2 separate regions of the Hordeum vulgare genome follow, and region 2 is linked to region 1. Evidence: chromatin contacts called from public Hi-C data. All regions are on one chromosome and are shown on one strand. The core of a region is the stretch at or near the end of the contact, and the rest is flanking DNA. Distances in the headings are between cores, read along the strand shown. Region 1 has its middle 440 kb from the start of LOC123448676. Region 2 holds the start of LOC123448676 (putative potassium transporter 8).

Evidence for each region. A called contact is a pair of places that touch in the nucleus more often than the background predicts.
Region 2: a Hi-C map of seedling shows a contact between it and region 1, with 2.3 times the contacts expected there. The contact joins the promoter of LOC123448676 here to the enhancer-like site in region 1. A contact is called at or near these places in 3 of 6 Hi-C or Micro-C datasets (leaf and seedling) and 1 of 1 datasets of contacts at active chromatin or transcription factors (embryo).

Annotation. Positions count from the first base shown.
Region 1 is chr4H:383,810,877-383,814,335 of MorexV3_pseudomolecules_assembly, forward strand. No RefSeq gene overlaps it. Among protein-coding and RNA genes, the nearest start is that of LOC123448676, 440 kb to the right of the region's middle. Within about 2 kb of position 1,370, at least 3 of the 3 cell types and tissues checked have open chromatin away from gene starts, as enhancers often do. A contact at or near this core is called in leaf and seedling, where this site is marked.
Region 2 is chr4H:384,247,223-384,250,941 of MorexV3_pseudomolecules_assembly, forward strand. It overlaps LOC123448676 (putative potassium transporter 8), which reads left to right and starts at 1,963. Exons shown (of 10, transcript XM_045125644.1): 1 at 1,963-2,141; 2 at 2,267-2,382; 3 at 2,479-2,713; 4 at 2,825-3,070; 5 at 3,179-3,232. The coding sequence starts at 2,344.

The sequences.
Region 1 (3,459 bases), core at 120-2,619:
AAATGTTTGTTTATTCCGAAAAACTTCATGCATTTCAAAAAATGTTTGTGAATTTAAAATAAAATCCTCCAACATCAAAAATTATGTTCGTCTTTTCTTGAATTGGTGGCCAATTCAAAAGAAAATATTTAAACCCGTTCGAAATATAAAAAATATTCATGATTTTTAGTAAATGTTTGTAAATTGTAAAAAATGTTTTCGATTTTAAAATCGTTCCCATATTTGTAAAATTGTTGACGAAAGATCTAATGTATGTAGTTAAACATTAATGCTTCAAAGTCTTTGAGACAATATACCTGTGTGAATTTTAAAGAATTAACTGTTGGATGGATTGGATTATTAAATGTTGTACAAATATTTTTCTAAAATTGCAAACATTTTATTGTATATGCGAGTATTTTTTACAAAACTCCGAGCAGTTTTCGAAGTCACAAACATTTTAATTTTTGAAATGTGTTGATTTATAATTTTCAGTTTATTAAAATTTTAAAGATTATTTGAAGTTCTAAATTATATAAAATAAAAAAATAAAACAGAACTGGAAATAAATAAATAAATGGAAAAAAAGCAGCCGCTTGTGCATGGGCCGGCCATACGGTGTGTTGGATATTCTCCCAGCATGCAGAACGTAATATAGGACATTTTTACATAGACCGGCCCAGTCTAAGATTTTTTGCTTTATGAAACGTTTTCTATTACTTACCGGTGGCATGATGGTAATTTATGCAAACTTTAGGGATAATTTTCAAGACGGACAATCAGAAACCGTATTTGCTTTATTATTAGAGACATATATATATATATGTATATATATATATATATGAGAGGGGGACCGATTGGGTAGGGATGTTGCTCAGAGTCCGGCAATCCCACGGTGACTTACTAGTAATAAAAAAGCGAATACTATTTCTCGTCGTCCGTCGTCGTGGCTTTTTTGTGAAAAAGCTCCTAGGATTTCAAGTATTCAACGCGCTATCCCTACATAAGTGGATTTGAAAAAACGTTTCAACTTTGCAAAATAACCCCTGCGTATTTAGAATTCCGTCTGCGCTCCTTTCTTCGTTCTATCCAGGGCAAAGAAGGTGGAAGAGGGGCAACTTCGGCTGGGCGGCCGGACTCGCGATTGTTGTCCCACATCGCTCCTTTCAACTGATTCATATCAATTTATGTACAAATGAAGATTATCTGTAATATCAATCAGCCTCCTCAAAAAAAACAATAGGAGCAAATATGGATCTCGGGCGAGGGAATGAGGAGGGATCCAGCAGCAGCGCACCGGCGCTCTGGATCTGGTCTGGAACGGGGCGGCGGAGGGGTTGTCATGCAGTAGAGGACATGCCCGACGGTGGCGCTCCGGTAACCTGGGAGCAGAGAAGGCCAGACGAGGCAGCGACTTGCTGTCACTGGAGCAGGCGAGGCGTCGTCATGGCGCGTTATGAAGGTGACCAGCCGGAGGTGGAGCGCGAGAGGCGGCGGCGCTCCGGCAGCCTGGGAGCAAAGAAGGCCGGACGAGAGGCAGCGACTTCCTAGCGCCGGAGGAGGCGAGGCGTCGCCATGGCGCGGTATGACGGCGACCTGCCGGAGGTGGAGCGAGAGAGGCGGCGGCGCTCCGGCAGCCTGGGAGCAGAGAAGGCCGGAGGAGGTGAGGCGTCGCCATGGCGCGGTATGAAGGCGACCCGCCGGAGGTGGAGCGAGAGAGATTAGGCGGCGCGTTGGATGCGGGTCTGCAGATGGTGCATGGAGGGGGGATCCCGCAAGTGTGTGCAGCTTTGGGTGAGGAGTGGGCAGGGCCGTGGGGATCCCGTCGGTGGCAGGCAACAAGATAAGGCTATGAGGAATTATGAGTCCGCTGGAGAAGCACAATGAGGTGTGTCGCTTCTTCTAGACCATGTTGTCTCTTTTCTTTTTGTGTCCACAACCCATAAAAAGCTCCGAATCCATCAGGAGGATGTGTTAGTGTGCACACAATCTTTTTTTGCTAGACATTTATTTACCGTTCACTAGCCTTTGACAATCTGATTCATAATGTCATAACATTTTTTTCTTTGCTTCCTAAATTGTTTTCATAAAAAACATAACACTAGCCACACATGCACCGTCATTAATTAACTTACTCATGCTTATTTGAAACGATGTTTAGGGATACCTGAGTACATTTTTTTATTTAAACAAAAAATATAGTAAATAAAATTAAAAGGTAAACTACTTAAAACTAGCTTTCTACTTTCTTAAACAAAGGATTACAGAAGTTGTTATCTATACGACAATGACTTCACGGTTAACACACACAAAAGAAGAATGCATTCCTCGACGTCGGACAAAGTATACGATATTTTTAAAAGGTGCAATTAAAATCTTCACAGGCCGGTAAAAACCTCCATCTCGTGTACGTGTTAGTTGATCTTCATGGACGGGTAAAAACCTCCAAAACTATGCACAGTTGCCGGTTGGTACTACATATTCTTTTGAATGTCGAATTTGACTTTATTTGCGTCCCTCACAAACTCGTACTCATTGGCTACTAGGACACGAAAACAAAAAAGAAACAAACATCATGATATTTCTAGCCCGTTGCAATGCACGGGCATTTGTACTAGTATCAAAAAAATCACACGGAGTTTCAGGTTGAATCTAGAAGAGGTAAAAATAATGGTTTATAAAAATGGTTTGGCAATTTTTACAGACTATAAATTTAGACAAGTTAGAATTTAATACAACCTTGAATAAATCTAAAATCCAAGAAAAATAACTTCAACGTGAATAAATCTAAAAATCACACGGGGTTCTTGGCATGGTTTAGAATTTATCGAAAAATAATGGGTATTACGCTGAAATAGAAAATGCCACTACATAAAATAATTGAAAGAATTAAGGAGAATGGAGAAGTGGATGTTGGATTTGGAACTCGGGTACAACCAAGTTGGAAGTGAGCATGAGGTTTCGAAGGATCAACCATGGAAGAAGAACAAGAAGAATAGATAGAAAACACATGATGAAATAAAGTAACACAAGCACAACAACATATTAGGGAGATGATGCATGGTGCTATAATAAATAAATCAAACAACACATAGCATGCAAGCCGAAGTATAACATAAATAAAGGAGGTCTTTGTCTTGGGATATTACAACTCTCCCCCACTTACAAGAGGTCTCGACCCGGGATCTAGGAATGAGAAGAGGAGGAGAAGTGGAAGAGGTGAAACTAAAATGCTTCTTTGACAAACAAGTAAAATCAACGAACCTTGAAGGATGAAAAATATGAAGAATGGTACGAAGAACAAGAAGGAATTGAAACAACTTCGGTTAGAACCAGATAGCCAAGGAATAAGACAGAAAGAATTCGGGAAGCACTCCGGCTAAAAAGAAAATATAAGAAAAACTTAATATACTGGAAAGAAATTGAAAAGAGAGCCACAAACCTCTAGTTAAATGGATACGTAAGGAAAGAATACGATCT
Region 2 (3,719 bases), core at 713-3,212, 440 kb after region 1:
ATTCCTATGCTCAAAATCTCAGTTTCATAGGGAAAAATCCATCAGCTAACATACAATTTTTTTTCATGTACAAGATGCTGGTTTGATCATATTTAAAGAGAAGGAAATGAATAGGGTGAAGAAATCTCATCGTATAATCTCCTCTCCAATTCACACTCATAGAAGGCGCTATTATTGTCCCCTCTGAATCATGCTCATAGTTTACTACACTGCATATAAATAATTAAATTGGCATGTTGTTGTAAGGACTGAAATGAGATAATTAACTTTTATTATTTTTTTATTCTATGATCAAAAGTTGTTCACTTGTGCTTATTGATAATGATAAACATTCCCTATTTAGTAGATATGCTATCAAATATTAATTATTCCCTATTTACTAGAGTTGTGGTAATCATGTGTTAATTCTTCAACACCTTAATTACTCCCTATTTAGTAGATATGATGTCAAATAGTTTTTAGTAGAGTACTACAGTTCTTATACATGCAAACTTGGTTTTTCAATGTGAGATTCACTGAGAGTGAGAAATGGATATTAAGTCTTCTCGTTTACTACGTTTACTACTAAACAGTGGGAGCACGTTGATCTTTTCCAAATAGTCAAGCCAATAACTGATTCAGCTATAATCAGGTAACAAGTTGTGCTCAAAACCACAGTTTTCTACGTGTGTAAAACTGAGAGCAACCGTGGACATTTAATAGGCTCCTTGTGGGTGTACCTACTGGCATCGTGGCATAGACCTCTAGCCCCTCTTGAGCACGACCTCCTTCTTGCCTTGCACATGTAGGCCTTCCCGTTTAGCTCACTGCATCGGAACTTGTTGTCGCCCTTGCACATGTAGGCCTTCCGAAAGGGCGGCGGAACGCGAGACGCCCGAGATCCTGGAGCGCGACCTCAACCGAGGTCCTAGCCTCCACCGCTATGGCGAATAAACCCGGGAAACGGGTGGTGAAAGGCGACTCACCAGCCTAGCGATCCAGCCAGAATAATGTAGAGGACCCGGAACCAATCGATGTGGAAGAACCAATGCGAAGGACCGGGAGCAACTGGATGATCGATTGCCAGAACTAAGAACCTCCGGAGCACTGGAAGAATGCCAGCGGCTGGCCTGAAGATACTTGTTCCTAATGATGTCGAGCCAGAGGCCACCGTCACCGTTGGCGATTCTCCAAAGCCACTTAGTCAGCAAGGCGATGTTCATGCGCTTGGACGACATGATCCCCAGACCGCCTTGGTCGCGAGGCTTGCAGATGTCGGGCTAGCTCACCATGTGATATTTCTGCTTATCGCCCTCTCCGGTCCAGTAAAAACGAGACTGGTCAATGGCTTCTTTGTGCAACATGATTTTCTTCCCGTGAGTTGAACTCTATGTTATTACGACATTGAGACTAGAACGACCGAGAAGCTTCTTGATGTGGTGATAAAGCTACTAAATAACCTGTTCGCTGTATGAAGTTTGGATGAGTAAACATTGATAGTATTTTAAATTTTTTGGCTCTCTATACTTTGTCACATGCAGCCATGTGCGTGTATGATAATATCAATGGATTGTTGTTTATTTTTGATTCATTGAGTACTTGGTTTTCAAGTTTGGTTGAAGAACCATGTTAGCTTAAAGTTGAGGACGTAAGATGCGTGTTAGTGAAGGCATGCATTATTCTTAATTTATTTATGCTTTGTGAGTTTCATCGTATTTTTTTAAAGCCGGCGGCAACACGAGCGTTCTACTAGTAGATAGGTACTAGATGTGACCTTGAGAGTGAGTATTTTATTTTATTTTCCGCCTCCCTCGTTTCCCTCCGGTTTCATTGCCGTTCTTTGGCTTTTATTTTTATTTTTATTGGAGCTCTTGGTCATATTGTTGGTAGGGAGTGAATGTGAGTGGAGTGGAGTGGGAGCGGTGTTGGGTCTCCCAGAACACGCGGACGTGGCCCTCCTATTTTCCCATCCCGGTACGGTAACCCCTCCCCTCCGGGCAGAGGCAGAGGAGGGTGGCTCCACCATCTTTTTTCACCGTGGCATGTGCCTTTCGCCTTTTCTGGTCCGCTAGCTGCCGAGCTCTATCCCCTTCCTCCAGTCCCGTTCAGTCTTCAGCTCAATCCTTGCACTCTTCCGCTCTTCTACGTTGTTTTGTTTCGAGGTACTTGTCTATATTTTCTTCCGCTCGCTCTTGTATTTTTGGGCAAGCAGATTTGTCTGGGTTTTGGTAACGGCAGCGTATTTCTGTACTATGTAAGATTAGCTTTCGCCTGTTTCTTGCGGCAGGAAATCAGTAAAAGCCAAGTGTTATGTGCGAAGGAGGCTGATTGATTGATTGATTGATTTCTCACGGTCACGGAGCAATGGATCTTGAGTTCGGGAGGGGAATGAGATCCCCGCAGGTTCGTCTATTTCCCAAACTGCTGAGTGAGTAATCATGGGAAGGGAGCAACCCGTTGTTTATGTTGGTGTTGGGATTGTTGCATTTGCAATTGCAGAGGGACTCATGGAGGACCACCATGCTCCTGGCGTACCAGAGCCTCGGGGTGGTGTACGGGGACCTGAGCATATCCCCCCTCTACGTCTTCAAGAGCACCTTCGCCGAGGATATCCAGCACTCAGACACCAACGAGGAGATCTTCGGCGTCCTCTCCTTCGTCTTCTGGACGCTCACCCTCATCCCTCTCATCAAGTATGTCTCCATTGTCCTCAGAGCCGACGACAATGGCGAGGGTATGCGCTCTTCTTCTTCTTCTTCTTCTTCTTCTTCTTCTTCTCCAGGTCTCAGACATGTTCGGTTCCAAGAAGAAGAAGGGCTCTTGTGACAATCTCTTTGTTCCGCAGGAGGGACGTTTGCCCTCTACTCGCTGATTTGCCGGCATGCCAATGTGAGCCTCTTGCCCAACAGGCAGATTGCGGACGAGGAGCTCTCCACCTACAAGCTGGAGCGCAACCCTGAAACCGTCGACAAGACCCGCGTCAAGGTGTGGCTCGAGAAGCACAAGAACCTGCACACCGCCCTCCTCGTCATGGTTCTCATTGGAACCTGCATGGTCATTGGGGACGGTGTCCTCACGCCGGCTATATCTGGTTGCCTTGCCACCCCCAACCTTTCTTTGCTCAGCCTGGTTGGCTGTTTTCAATCAATATACTAATGACTGGTTGCTAACTTTGGATTCTGTCTTTCAACCATGACAGTGTTTTCGGCTGTGTCAGGTCTTGAGTTCTCCTTGTCCAAAGATCACCATGAATGTGCGCCTTCTCTCTTAAATTCTTTTTGCTTTCAGTAATCTTTGCAAGCGATTTAAATAAAGTTTAGACTAAGATGATAGACACTGGTCAAAACTTCAGTCCACCAGTTCAGACTACTTGCATGCAAAAATCATTCAATACCATGCTCGTTGACTTTGACTTGTGATCTTTTGGGTTGGACATATTCCAAGAGTATTCCCGTTCCCGGCATATCCCCTTTTACTGTATGTAGGATTGTTTAAAGACGAATAAAAATGGGATAATGGGTGCCCTCGATATCCGATATGGATGTTTGACAAGTATCTGCGAGACATTCAGGATCTTACTTCTGTCAGTATAGCTGAATATTCATATCCTGGTAATTTTTACAAGTCACCATATATTAGGTAAGGTCAGGAACATTGATAATGATGACTAGCAACTAGACTTTAGGAAAATCAATCATCCAAATCACATGCTTTATTGTCCCTTTGCATTGCATTTCTAC